Regions from separate parts of the Mus musculus genome. Here region 2 is linked to region 1. A link is a contact called in public promoter capture Hi-C data. All regions are on one chromosome and are shown on one strand. Each heading gives the region's core, a stretch centred on a gene start, on an enhancer-like site or on the middle of the called end of the contact. The rest is flanking DNA. Distances are from core to core; before and after follow the strand shown.

The links. Promoter capture Hi-C pulls out the DNA fragments that hold promoters and counts their contacts.
Region 2: a promoter capture Hi-C map of liver shows a contact between it and region 1, with 3 times the contacts expected there. The contact joins the promoter of Osgin1 here to the promoter of Hp in region 1. A contact is called at or near these places in 1 of 39 promoter capture datasets (liver) and 1 of 484 Hi-C or Micro-C datasets (liver).

The regions. Positions count from the first base shown.
Region 1 is chr8:109,576,735-109,583,611 of GRCm38.p6, reverse strand. It overlaps Hp (haptoglobin), which reads left to right and starts at 4,440. Exons shown (of 5, transcript NM_017370.2): 1 at 4,440-4,602; 2 at 6,050-6,132; 3 at 6,381-6,482; 4 at 6,833-6,877. The coding sequence starts at 4,598. It overlaps Gm39247 (a long non-coding RNA gene), which reads left to right. Exons shown (of 3, transcript XR_879185.1): 3 at 105-402.
Region 2 is chr8:119,433,268-119,440,144 of GRCm38.p6, reverse strand. It overlaps Osgin1 (oxidative stress induced growth inhibitor 1), which reads right to left and starts at 2,998. Exons shown (of 6, transcript NM_027950.2): 1 at 2,852-2,998.

The DNA.
Region 1 (6,877 bases), core at 3,191-5,690:
GTTTTTAAGCCGGTGAGGCCCATCCCTAGTGTATACTTACTCTAGCAAGGCTGTCTCTCTAGGAATTCCACAATGTCCACCCATTTCCCCATGCTCCAAAGCAGTTCCACCTGGGAGACGAGTGTTCAAATTCACGGACTATGGGGGCATTGCTTATTCAGACTGCAACACTGGGATCTACGTGTACATCTGGAAAGTGTTCGGCAATGACACCATTAAGGTAGGAGATACAGAAATGACCCAAGGATGGAAGGCGGGGTGAGAGAACACCTTCGCTGTGGGGTCTTTTGTGTTATCTGAGAAGTGGTGAAGGCACAAACCCAGACTGTGAAAAGCGAAGAAACATCGCTTGAAATCATGACGGTGACCAAGAGAAAAGTTATGTAGGAACACACCACAAAAAAAGCTAGCGGAGGACAAAGTATTTTAAATGTTGCCAAACATGGTATTGCACACCTTTAGGTCCTGCACTTGGGAGGCAGAGGCAGGTGGATGGATGTCTGTGAGTTCCAGGCTAACTGGCGTGAGACCCTATCTCAAAAAGAATTCTTCCAAATATTAAAAAAAAAAGTTTTATTAAAAGTCCAAATTCATAATGTACTACTTTTAAGCTTGAAATTCATCTTGTCAAAACTAGTATGATAGCTTACTCTTTTACTGTTTGTATGCTTGCATGTATGTGGGTGCACAAGTCTGAGTGTGTGTGTATGGGTGTGTGTATGTGTGTGTGTGAGTGTGTGTATGTGTGTGTATGTGTGTGTGTGTGTATGTGTGAGTGTGTGTGTGTGCTCGAGGCTGCAGATGACACTGGATGTCTTCGTTGATTGTTACACACTTTCTGTACTGAGGTGGAGTCTCTGGCGCAAGCCCAGCATTTCCAGCCAGCCTAGCTAGCAGACTTGTTCCATGGATCCTGTCTCTGCCTCCTCAGGGCTAGGGTCACAGGAAGGACCCGCGGCTGCCTGACTTTGATGAGGTGCTGGGGCTCCTCACTGTGTGGTCTTCAAGCTTCTGTCGCAAGCACCTTCTTCAGTAATCCTCCTCCCCAGCCCTCAGTAAAAATCTTCTTAGAAACTGAGTACGGGCTGTGTTTTCATGGTTAAAAAGTACTCTCCATTCAACTGTGACGACTCGAGCATAGTCCCTGGAGCCCATGGTGGAAGGAGAGATCTGACTACCAAGGTTGTCCTCCACACGCGCTGTGGCATAGGTGTGTACATGCCCCACCCCACATATAATAAATGAAATAAAATTTAACACACATGAACACAACATCCCCTACAAAATCTAACAGCAAGATGAAACAAACAAACAAACAAACAAAAAAGTAATACAGAAACTGAGTAATTCAAACAGGTGTGGTGGCTCATGCTTGTAATCCAGAACTTGGGAGCAGAGGCAGGAGGACTGACACAACTTGATGGGTTACTTAATGAATTCCAGGGCACCTGAGCTACAGAGTGAGACTCACAGAGTGAGACATTACAAAAGTACCCTCACCAAAACCCAACTCAAAACAGCAGCAACCGAGTAACATAATAAAGTAGGAGCAGAGAAATCGGGAAAATAGAAGTTGTGGATTAAAAACATCTAACAAATAGAGCAATGGTATACTTAAAGCTAACCCTACCTGTAATTACACTAAATATAAATGAAGCAAATATTGTAGTTAAAAGGCAAAGGACAGGTAAGTTCTATAGGTAAATAGAAAAGATGAAGTACAGGAACACTAGTCAGAAGAAAGCTAGCACATCCTGAGAGACTTGTGGCACAAAGGGTTTCTAGAGATAAGTAAGGACATTTCATTTCCAATGGAAGATGCAATAATAAGTCGAAAATTGACTGCACCTAGTAATAGAACTTGAGAAAAGGAGACAAGCCAGTTTTGGAAGTTACATGGATTGTACTCAGTGAGCACTGTTGGAACTGAAGTCAATATGGAGAAACCATTAAAAACTTCCATGTTTACAAGTTTTAACAGCATGCATTATGCGACACGTTCACATAAATAAAAACGAATAAACCAAATAAGGTATGGGGGTAAACAAGATACAAAATGAGATGCAGCACACACATGATCTACTCACATCGGAGTGGGAGCTCATAATAGACCAAAGTGCAGATGCCACCAAAGTCTAACTTGGCGAGCCAGTGAGTTCTAGTGGGGTAACTTATAGGAATATGGGTGAGGGGTGACTCACAGGAGCAGAAATGACCCTAAGATAGATGTATAGCCAAAGCCCACCCCAGCATGAGTGACAGATCACAAAATCTCGGTGCACAGGTTGAAGAGTGATCTTTCCAAATGACTCTGATCTTAAACCCCTTCCAGGCAGCTTGGCTGGCTTCTGCTTCTTCCAAGCAACTGGTTTCAGAGTCTTCTTTGCAGCTTAACTTGACTGAGTCTTTTTTTGTTTTGTTTTGTTTTTTGTTTGTTTGTTTGTTTGTTTTCAGCTTTATTGCTTACTCTGGGAGGGATAGGCCTAGAGAGTCTGATCAGTTTCAGGAACTTCCTGAAACTATTTTGAGTTGTTTCCCTTCCTACCAAAGGAACTTTCCTTGCAGTAGGGGATGTTTCTCTTTGGGAGGAAACTGTTGAACAACATACCTATAGGTAGAATTGCTGCGACACAGTAATTCTGTTACCAGCTTTTGGATAGACCATGGAGCTGTGCTGTGGACTTTGGACCATTCTATATTCCTACCACAGTGTGCCATGAAGATTCCGGTTTCTCCAGTGTTCCCCAATGCTTGTTTTGCATGCATGCATGTGTTCTTTGGCACATGTGTGTCTCTTAAAGGATTATCTATTCAAATCCTTTATTTATATTTTTGCCTCTTTTTTTCCCAGCCAGGCTCCTGAATGCTGTGATCTTTTGCTCATGTTTTAACTGTGTGGTCGTTTTGTTATTTTTCTGTAGGAGACCTTCACATATTTGGGATATTAAGTCTTTATCAATAGAGCATCTGCAAACATTCTCTCCTTTTCTGTGACTTTTGCATCTTCCTTTTTACTTCTATTGTTTCTATATGCATTGTAGGTGTGTGTGTGTGTGTGTGTGTGTGTGTGTGTGTGTGTGTGTGTGTCTTGCATCTGGGTTCAGAGGCACTGGATGCCCTGGAACTGGAATCACAAGCTGTTGTAAGCCATCCGATGCTGGGAACTGAACCCAGGTCCTCTGGAAGAGCAGCGAGCGATCTTATCCACTAAGCCATAGCTCCAGGCCTGTCTTCTCATTGTCTTGATGTTGTTTGTGAGTTTGGGGTTCTTTAACAAACTGGGCTTGGCTTTGAGCTCTGTCAGAGCAATGAACTTCCCACTGCTCTCCTGTGCAGCTTTGTCCTTTCTTGTCAGAACTGTGAAATCATTCCTGTTCTCTGTTGTCCAAGTGTCTGCATGGCCGGACAATATCCCATGGAGTGACCATGAAGCACACTAGTTACCAGTGTCCTGTTGATAGGGATCTGGGCTCTTCCCAGTTGATGTGGTACTACACCAATACCACTATGAACAGCCCAAGTGATTCTGTGATGAGATCTAATTTAAAAACAATTATTTTTTAAACGAGTGAAGCCATTTAGATTGAGTTGCTACATTTGAGTGAACAGCATGCCAGGACAGGTATATGGCTGAAGCATTGATTTCTTTTCTCAGCTGCCCATTTGGACTGTGAAGCTACAGAATGTCCTGCCATTGAGTTTGCCCTGTGTCTACATTAGCCACGTGGTGTGATTTTCCACTAAGAACAATCAGAGGAGACACAGCAGGCTCACTTTACTGATTTCAAGTCGGAACACTTTTAGCAACAGAAGATGTCCTCACGGGTGGGTGCGGGCAACTGCCAAATGGAACCAATTTCTGTTTACTGCTCTCTGAATGAGAGTGTAGGAATGTCTACACTGGATTTGAAAATGGTTCTGAGATAAACTTTTCTCAGCACTGAAAACTCCAGATAAAAGAGCCAGTACAAGAGTCCCATATCGGTCTACACTATAGCTTTAGACACTCTGAGATTAAAGAACAATGGATCAAGACCCAATAAATCCAGTCTGTTGGTTGCAAGTTCCAGAGCTGGCCACACTCAGAGATGGCCACACTAAGGCAGCATGGTTGAAAAAAGGAAAACACTTTCTTTACAATTCCAGCTAAGGCTGGGTCACAAGGGTGTCTAAAGGGGCTTTGAAATAATAATAAAAAAGGTCTAACCAACACCCTCTCCCAATTAAGTGTCAGATTAATGCCCCTGTTCCCCGTCCCACTCTCTAGGGGTTATCCACCATTGTGGTGGGTGGGAGGGGTCATGAAGTTGCTAGATTTCTTCATGATTTGTAAAAATAACACAACGCAGAGGGCCAAGTATGAAGCAAGAGCTCAGCTTTTGACAGGGGTTTGCTTTGTGGTTTGGTTACTGGAACAGCCAGTGACCTTAGAGACGTTGTGCAAACACAGAAATGGAGGAGGAGGGGAAGGAGGAGGAGGAGGAGAAGGAGGAGGAGGTGGTGGTGGTGGTGGTGGGATAAAACCCCTGAGGCATAAAGGGCTCGGCCGGAGTCAGCACAGCCCAGCCCTTCCAGAGAGAGGCAAGAGAGGTCCACGATGAGGTGAGTCCACAGCCCACGCTTCCCACTTTGAGTACACCGAGTATAAGTCTACGGGGAGAGGTGAGAAGCTGGGATGCAGGAACCAGGCTGATGAGCTAACCTTCTGTGGGAGTTAAGCCTGCAGCCTGCAGGCCACACACAGCTGAGGACAACTGTGAACGCAGTGCAACACAGAACTGCTGTATACTTACCTAAAGCATTAGGAGATTTTTTTTTTTTTTTTGGTCTTGTAACTTGACTATGCACTTTGAGTGTGAATCTTGTCATGCTAAAATTTTAGTGACACCATCAAGGTGACCACTTTTTTTTTTTTTAATCAAAATAGAAAGACTTTGAAGGTAGCGAAAAGACTAGAAGCACAGTGTTCAGAAGAACTTCCTGACTGGTCAGCATGTGCAGGCAACTGGGTAGCATTTAAGTGTGGTCTGTGTACCAATGATGGCCACAGTCATAGGTTAGGAAGACAGACAGTTTTCTGGCATTCTTGGGCTTGATATGCAATCCTTTAAAGGCAAATACCTATGAAGTAATAGGAACAACCACATATGATACGGTATGTATGTATGTATGTATGTATGTATGTATGTAGCATGTATGTATGCATGCATGTATGTAGCATGTATGTATGTAGCATGTATGTATGTATGTATGTAGCATGTATGTATGTGTGTATGATGTGTGTATGTATGTAGCATGTATGTATGTATGTATGTATGATGGTGCACACCCAGGGATTCCAAAAGCTGAGGCAGGGTGAGTCTGGGAGTTCAGGAGTTTGCGAAAAGCCTAGGCAAAGAATGGGACTGTGACTTAAGAACAACAACAGCGACTATGACAAATTAAACATCAAAACCACCTTTTTATTATGGGAAATTTCCAAAAGTGAGAATAGCAAAATAAACTATAGCCGTCATCTTTAAGTTAGTTACAGTGTCCTAACAATGTCTTCATAGCCCGGTACTTAATGGATGGGAGCAGAGGCCTCCCCTCGCAGGACCTCGGGGGTCACCACTGTGCCCTGGGCCTCCTCTCCACTCCACTCTTTTCCCACCTCCCACTTCTCAGCTTTTTTTTGAGATAGGCACAGCACAGGCTGTGGTCAAAGCCCCGATCCTCCTGCCTCTGTGCCAGAGTGTGGAGAGCTGGGATGGCACATATACTGCCACACTGGCGGTGCTTTCCTTCCTCTGTCACAGTGGTCCCTTTCTAAGCTTCTACAAAATTCCCTTCTTGTGCATCTGGAGTTTGCTGAAGCATGGGTGGGGTGGGTAGCAAGCAGTTCTTTGGTCTTAGCATCTTGTTCTCTTCCTTTAGTATCTGCTTAATGGAAAGTGTGTGTGTGTGTGTGTGTGTGTGTGTGTGTGTTTTGTGTACATGCATGCATGTATGTAAGGAGATCACATGTACAAGGAGACCAACCCCACTCCCTCTTGCCATTTCTCTACAGAGCCCTGGGAGCTGTTGTCACTCTCCTGCTCTGGGGTCAGCTTTTTGCTGTGGAGTTGGGCAATGATGCCATGGACTTTGAAGGTGAGTCTCTGGGGTTCCCCAGGAGCTACACACCCCAGCTCAGCTGAGCCCCAGTCTGGCCACATCAGTCCCACACTGTATTAAGGAAGACCCAGATCCTCTTCTCGCCTAGATCTTTGAGGCCTCCCTTTCTCAGCTTCCATTCGGGTGCGAGGGAGTCTGGTGCTCAGGGCAGCTCCGTCTGCTGACGTTTCACAGAGAGCCATCGGAGCACCCACAGCCTTTTTCTGGCTTCTTTTTCTCGGCAGATGACAGCTGCCCAAAGCCCCCAGAGATTGCAAACGGCTATGTGGAGCACTTGGTTCGCTATCGCTGCCGACAGTTCTACAGACTACGGGCCGAAGGAGATGGTAAGGCTGGGATGAGCACCCCTGCATCTACACCCCTGGCCCTGTTTGATGGGTGGGGCTGGGGTACCTGGCCAGAAACTTCTCGAGTACTGCCTCGAACCAGGGGAATAAGATTCGAATCAAGTTCTTGTCTTCTGGTGGTGGTCTTTCCACCAAACTTAACTTGTCTCAGCTTCCTGTTTTGTCTTGTTAAGGGGCTACAATCCCCTGGCCCCTGTTGCTTGGGAGTGTAGTCTTTATCAACGATGTCCTGCAGCCTACACGCATGACAGTTTCTAACTTCTTCCTGCCCAATTCTTTAATCCCTAGGCCAGATTCATTTTCTCTGATCTCATCTCCTTTTGCTTCAGGGGTGTACACCTTAAACGACGAGAAGCAATGGGTGAACACAGTCG
Region 2 (6,877 bases), core at 1,749-4,248, 9.9 Mb before region 1:
GCTAGCCTCAGCCTCAGCTGTGCTCAGCCATTAGGACAGCTTTGCAGACTTGTCAAGATGGCTCCCATGTCCCTAGCACCCGCTGGGTCCTCCTCCTCCTTCCTGGGACAGTGCAGGTGGCTCCTTGCTGTTATTGGAGATCATGTGGTCTCCCTTACAAGGCCTAAGAGGACCCTAGGGTAACACATCTATGGCAGTAATTATAGAGCCGGCGCCAGGCTTTTCCAGGCATCTGTCGAGCTGGCGTCCTGTAAGTTCCAACATCCCCCCTCCCCCAGAGGTTTATGCTTACAATTTTTAATCTGGGTGGTTGAAAGTACTCTTTTGATCACTTCTGTGTTACAGATAGAGAAACAGAGGCTGGAGAGCTTTGCACAGACTTTTACAGTTTGCCAAGAAACCTGTTCCACCTCCAGTCAGCTGGATTGGACTTGAACTAGGTCACCCTGCCCCAGGGGCTTCTCTGAGCCTCTGCAGGTGTAGAGGGTGGGAAGCCTCTACTGTCCCTTTCTGTCCTGCAGCAGATTCTGGCTCCAGTGTCCTGGAAGAGGGTCAGTTGCTCACTAACTAGAGGGTGTAGCTGTGCTCAGAGCCTTGGAAATTCAGCTACAGTTCCTGGAGGGTGGTGTCCCCTCACTGGTGTGCGCAGGGCACAGCAAAGGCCTGGCGTCTCTCCCCACTCCCACCATATTCATTACCCAGCAACAGTAACAACACAGGTGAGGGTAGCATCCTAACAGGGTGCTTTCCTGTGCCTTCTCTCTCTTAATTCTCACGACAATCCATGTCTCAGATGAAGAGACTGAGGCGGGGGTGGAGGGAGGGCGGATAAAGTCATGCTTGCTAAGTTTCAGAGTGGGCCCATAACAGAACAGAAATTTGATCCCTGCAGGTATAACCCTACTAGATATTCCAGCACCCCTGAAAACAGCATGCCGGCCATTCCCAGAGACCTGGGCACCCCAGCATACAGCTCCTCACTGGTGGCAGCAGGAGGCCCTGTCCACGAAGGCCAGGCCCAAGGGGACACCCATATTGCTTCCCAGGAAGTGGGATGGGCTAACACACTGGGAGGACTTTGCACTCTAAGTCCAGGTCCCTCTCGCAGCTGGCACAAGTGTCACCTAGAGCTGCTTGCTGGGTACCATACACATGAGGTCACCGCCAAGCCTGACCACCCCCCAGAAGTCACACGCCCCCAAGCTGTTCACCCTCACAACCACCCACAAGTACCTGCTACTAGTTTATAAGGCAAAACGGCTTCTTCCAACCTGCAGTTCCACCCAGGGGCCTCAGTTTGTAGAATTGGGGTAAGCTGCTCATTTTGTTTAAGACAGGGTCTCATGTAGTCCAGGCTGGCTTGAAACTAGAATAAGCCTTGGCAGGCCTTGAACTGCTGACCCTCCTGCCTGCACCTCCCAACCACTCATATTACAAGAGAAAGCTGCCACCACCTCCAGGCTAGAATAACCAGTTTTTAAAAGTACTGGCATATTTCGGAGTCTCTCTGGTTGGGCAATGCTGATAGAAAAAAAAAATAACGTTCTCAAGTTGTTGATTTAAGGGGCCAGGGAGATGGCTCCGTGGGTAAAGTGCTTGCCTAACCGTGAGGAACTGAGTTCAGATTCTCCACACTCCTGTCAAAAGCAGATGTCTGTAATCCTAGGTCTGGAGAGACAAACACAGGAGGGCCCCTGGAGATCACCCGCCAGAGAGCTGAATGACAGGCTCCAGGTTCAGTCCAGGAGAGGGAAGCCTGGAGGGAAGTGGCCCTGCAGGTAACTTGTTGTACAAGGGCAGTGACTTATGGGCAGGCAGCACTCACATAAAGATGGAAGGAGAAAGCTGACCCCTGACCCCTGACTCCTGGCGGGGGGGGGGGGGAGGGGTGGCTGTCTGATTTCTACACGTGTTCTTGTGCTCTCTCTAGCAATAATAATAATAATGATAGTGATAATAGAATGAAAAAGAAGGTGTGGACAGTGACTGAGGAAGACGCTAGCCATCGACCTCTGACCCCACAGGTATGAGCACATAAAAAATGAGTTTCTCAGAAGTGGCGATAGTTGCCCTGGTGTAACACTGCAGACATTTCTAAGGTTATGAAATCGTCATGCCAGGGAGGGCTGGGAACCATATACCATTTGTCTCTAAAAATGCCACCACCACCCCCAAGAGCTGGGGGTTTCTTATCCCCACTTCATGAATGAAACTGAGGTTGGGGAAAATGGAAGGGGAGGGGACATCTCGTCTAGGTCCTAGACAGCCTCGTTTGGGATCCTTTCCCCTCCATTCCCAAATAAAGCAACAGGTAGCAGTGACAGCTGCTAGTGACACAAAGCCCTGGGGCAGGAGGAAGTGTGCAGTCAGCCAAGTGTTACCTGGCCTTAGTCACAGTGAACCCTCGTTCCAAGTGCCTGCTCCACCTGGGCCCAAGGGTGCCTGATGGCCCAACCTCCACGGTCCACCACTTTCTCCACCGCACCTTCCGTAAACCGAGTACCCAGGAACCCTCGGCTGTGCTTGTCTGAGCCTGGTACCTAGGACCCACTGGAGCACCTCGCCAGGCTGGAGACACAGTGGCCATTGGTGCCTCGAAGGAGCAAGGCTACCCATGCTCCTTCCTGCCGGAACAGCTATTTCACGAGTTAGGATTAGGCTGCTAAGCCAGGGGCCGCTGGGGGAGAGTGTCCCAGACACTTAACCATGGCCATCGCTGGAGGTGCAGGGAGGACTCCCAGAGTCCTCCTCAGGACCAGTCAGTGTACACCCCGGCTTTCCTGACCCCCGTCTGCCCACCCTTGCCCCATAGCTATTGTTTCCCACCCACAGCCTTGCCCGGACCACTCACCTGATGGATGGTAGATAGCTGGAGGGAGCTGGTGAGCCTGGGTTGTCTGGACACTCAGAGGAACTTGGTCACACGGTGAGAGACTTTGTCACGGTGCCCTGCTGCAAGAACAGGATGCCCATTAGCCCTGGGGATCCCAGAGGCTGTGCGAGGCCCAAGGCTAGCAGGGGTATTTCACAGCGGGGCAGGGAGGAGGCGGAGGCAGGGGCGGGACCAGGAAAATCACTTTCATAAGCGTGAGTCAGCAGGGGCCCCTGGGTGAATGAACTTGGCCCTGGCCAGTCTTAAAGGGCCCCTGCTGGCCAGTTCCTCCCTTCCCGGGTTCAGTTTGAAGGAGGAACTAGGGAATCTTGAAAGAGACCACTAGGTCTCTTCCTTACCAGTGAGTGGTAGGCTTCTGAGAAATAGCTGGCCAGCTGGCTTCTGAACTCCAGAAAGCTCTGATCTTCCACTCACTTCCCACCCCAGCGTGTGGGGAGAGGGGACACGGGTGTGTGCAGAAAAAACCCTCAGTCACTGGTCAACCCCGACAACTCCCACTCAGCGACTTCCTGGTTGGAGACTCTGAACAAACCTCAGTTTCCCCATCTGAAAAGTGGGGTTGAGTTGGACTCCCTCATGTGTGCGTGCATGCGCATGTGAGTGTGTGTCCGTCCTCCCTGGTCCTTATAGACTTCTCTTCCTGTAGGGGGTCACGCCAGTCTGCTGGCCGGTTCTTGTGGTCCGTGAACGGAAGCTGGGTCCTAGGGAGACATCCCTTACTGCACACTGGGTCTGGAATAGCGCTTTTCCATATGGAGCCTTGGCTCAAGAGAAGGAAGTTGGGCAGTGGTTTAGGTCGGTGCACTCACCTTGGTGGCCATTGTTCCTGTCCTGATCAGCTGTCACTCTACCACCAGGACCAGAACTGGGGAGGGGCGGTGGGGGGGGAGTGTCAGGCTCTCACTCTAAGTACCCAAGAGACTACTCAGCGATTAAGAGCACTGGCTGCTCTTCCAGAGATTCTGAGTTCAATTCTCAGCAACCACATGGTGGCTCACAACCATCTGTAATGGGATTTGATGCCCTCTTCTGGTATGTCTGAAGACAGAACACTCATATATATTACATAAACAATTCTTTAAAAAAAAAAAAGGAACTCATTAAACAAAGTGACACTTTGGTACAATTTTCTAAAGAAAAAAAATTAAGTAAAGAATACAAATTCCAGAAAAAGAAAACTTCAGAGTTGTAAAGAAAGACGGGGTCCTTGGGCCCACCTCGTGGAACATCCTTCGGCTGCAAGAGTCTTGGCTGCTAGCACAGCATTTTGATTTAAAAAATGATATTTTGTTTTTCTTGGATTAAAAGAATGATTATTCAAAATACCGCATATAGGTTTTGGGGAATAGATCAGTAGAACCTGTGCCTAGCATTGCATGAGACCCTAGGTTGAAGGCCAAGTACCATTGTGCACTGATATGTTCAAACCCTGGGCTCGGGGCTGGGAGATGGCTCAGTGGAGAACACTTGCCCAACATGCTCAAAGCCCTGGCTTCAGTCCCCAGGACTGCTAAACACACGGAACCCCTGAGCCCTAGTCTGTGCCAGCAGTCTCAATGGGAGAGTCTGTTCCCCGGGGAGTACCTAGTGCACCATAAACTGGCGGAGGGGCACATCCTGCAGGGGTGGGTGAAGAGGGACGCCATCCTGGGGTGAGTAGTTAGGAGGCAGAGTGGGCAAGGCTGGCTGCTGACCTGGGTTTAAGGGAAAGGTCAGGCACGGCTCAAGGATCTGGTCCTAGAAGCTACTGCTCCCCTGGGGGATCCTGGGCTGCAATTTTTGCTTAGGGCTTTGTGGTCAGAATCTTGGTTTAATGCTCTGGTGTCTCCTTAACATTCTTGGTCATTTCTTTTAAAACAAGGACCATGCATTCTGCATGTCCCTTTTCCACTAGGCTGGGCAGCTTTCCCTAGCCTGAATGGGAGCTGCCTTGGGTTTAGCTCTTCTGCTGAGACACTCCCTTTAGTGCTGAGGTACCCTTAGAGGCTTCGTTTAAGCCCGGGCTCGGTAACAGAAACTTCAGAGATCCCTGCTACAGGCTGCTGCTCTCTGCGGGTGTGTTTTTGAGACCTGGGGTGAGACCCTCTGTGGACATCTATGGTCTTAAAGTGTCCTTCCCACACATCAGGCCTGGAGTGGGGCTCTGAACTCAGGAGGGGAGATCCTGAGCGCTGGAGCGTGGTTGCAGGGCATAGGCGGGTCTGGCTGCACCCTGTCCCCATTGTCACCCATGTATGCTTTCACATCCCACAGTGCTTGGTGGCAACCTACCCATGCTTTTGGATATGTAAACTGAGCCAGAGAGAGCATGAACCCAGGGCCAGCGACTTCTGCTTTGGAGGCTCAGCTGTTCAGGGGGAAACTGGAGGAGGCCAGGGACCAGGCCTGGAAAGCCAGGAAGGAGGGACTGGCCTTTCTCCCGGCTGGTCCCGGCCATGGCCCTGTAGGTGAAGCTGGCTGGCAGGCATTGGTGGACTTTCTCCTCCTTCCGTGTTTACCTGTCCAGCGTTATCAACAGCAGAACCATCAAGATGAAGATAGATAGAGATGCCACAGGAAGCAGGACAAAGGGCACTGTCAGGGATGCAGAGGGGACCCACCTTGCCAGTCCCTGCAGGCTGACAGGGGCTCCTGAGGGGTGGGGTATCTGGATCCCTAACGGTCCTTCCTACTCTAGGAGGCAAGCCAGCTTGGCTTGCCAGCAAATACGCATGGGCTCCTGGGAAACACAAACCACATACTCACCAGAGAGGAGTCTTTAGGATGGGTGCATCTGGGAGGCCCGCTCACACTGAAAGCTTATGGGGAAGGAGGCTCAGATTCAGCTCGCTCAGAGCACTTACTTGTCTTCAGTTCTGTAACTCTGGCTATAAAATGTGCATGAGACCATCCTCAGACCAAAGAGGGACACTGGGTGGCAAAGGCTGGGGAAGATGGCTCACTGGGCACGTGTGTGAACCCAAGTTCAATTCCACGGCATCCACATAAAAACCCTACTGGGTGACACACACCTGAAATCCCAGCACTGTGGTGGCAGAGACAGGCAGATCCTAGGGGGAACTTGTTGGTCAGCCAGGTTTGGTGAAAAAACGTGCACTCCAGGCTCAGTGCAAGATCCTGTCTCAAACAAACAAACAAACAAACAAACATACATGTCAAGGCGGAGAGTGACGGAGAAAGACATTTGATGTTGACTTCTGGACCTGTCGCTCGTGTGTGTGTGTGTGTGTGTGTGTGTGTGTGTGTTTGTGTGCGCTCGCGCATGTGCACATGCACATCTCACCCCATAGGACAGAATGTCTTGTTAGTAAATTGTATATAGATTTCACGGGGTTTTTTCCTTCAAGGCTGTGGTTCAAATCCATGGCTCTGTAGATGCTGGACACACACCTACCACTGAGTACATCTCAGCCTTGTGGATCACACGTCAGTGGAAACCGGGAATGTTGGGGCTGCGAGTAGTTCGGTGCTATGGCCTTTGCCCAGCATGCTGGAGGCCTGGCTTCTGCCCCCAGAGCCATAGGAAAAACTCTTACATAAAATAAGGAAAACTTTGGCCCAGAGGTGAAGTGCTTAAGGAAAATAGGCTCCACCCTCTCCTTTCCCTCAGAGTGTCTCTCTCTTCCCCTCTCCCTCTGCCCCCAAGATCTTGCTGCATGCATCCCACACATCCAGGCCTCAGATGTCAAACCTGGGCTGGTGGGAGTCTGACACCTTGTCCGTTCCAGGATCCATTATCCAGGAGTGTGAGCCACCTGGACCATGACAAAGGGCTGGGCAGGGTGACCTCTGAGACTCAGTTTCCTTACTTGAGCACTATTGTAGCCAGCAGGGAGCTTCCCAGGTCCCAAAGGGCGATGGATGTGGCCTGCTCTCATGGCTCCTGTGAAATACTACCATGTCCCTCTCTCCTGGGCCAATCCCAGAACCACCCAACTGACCCTCTCTCCACACAGCTTCTTCTCTTCTTGTTCCCAGGCACTG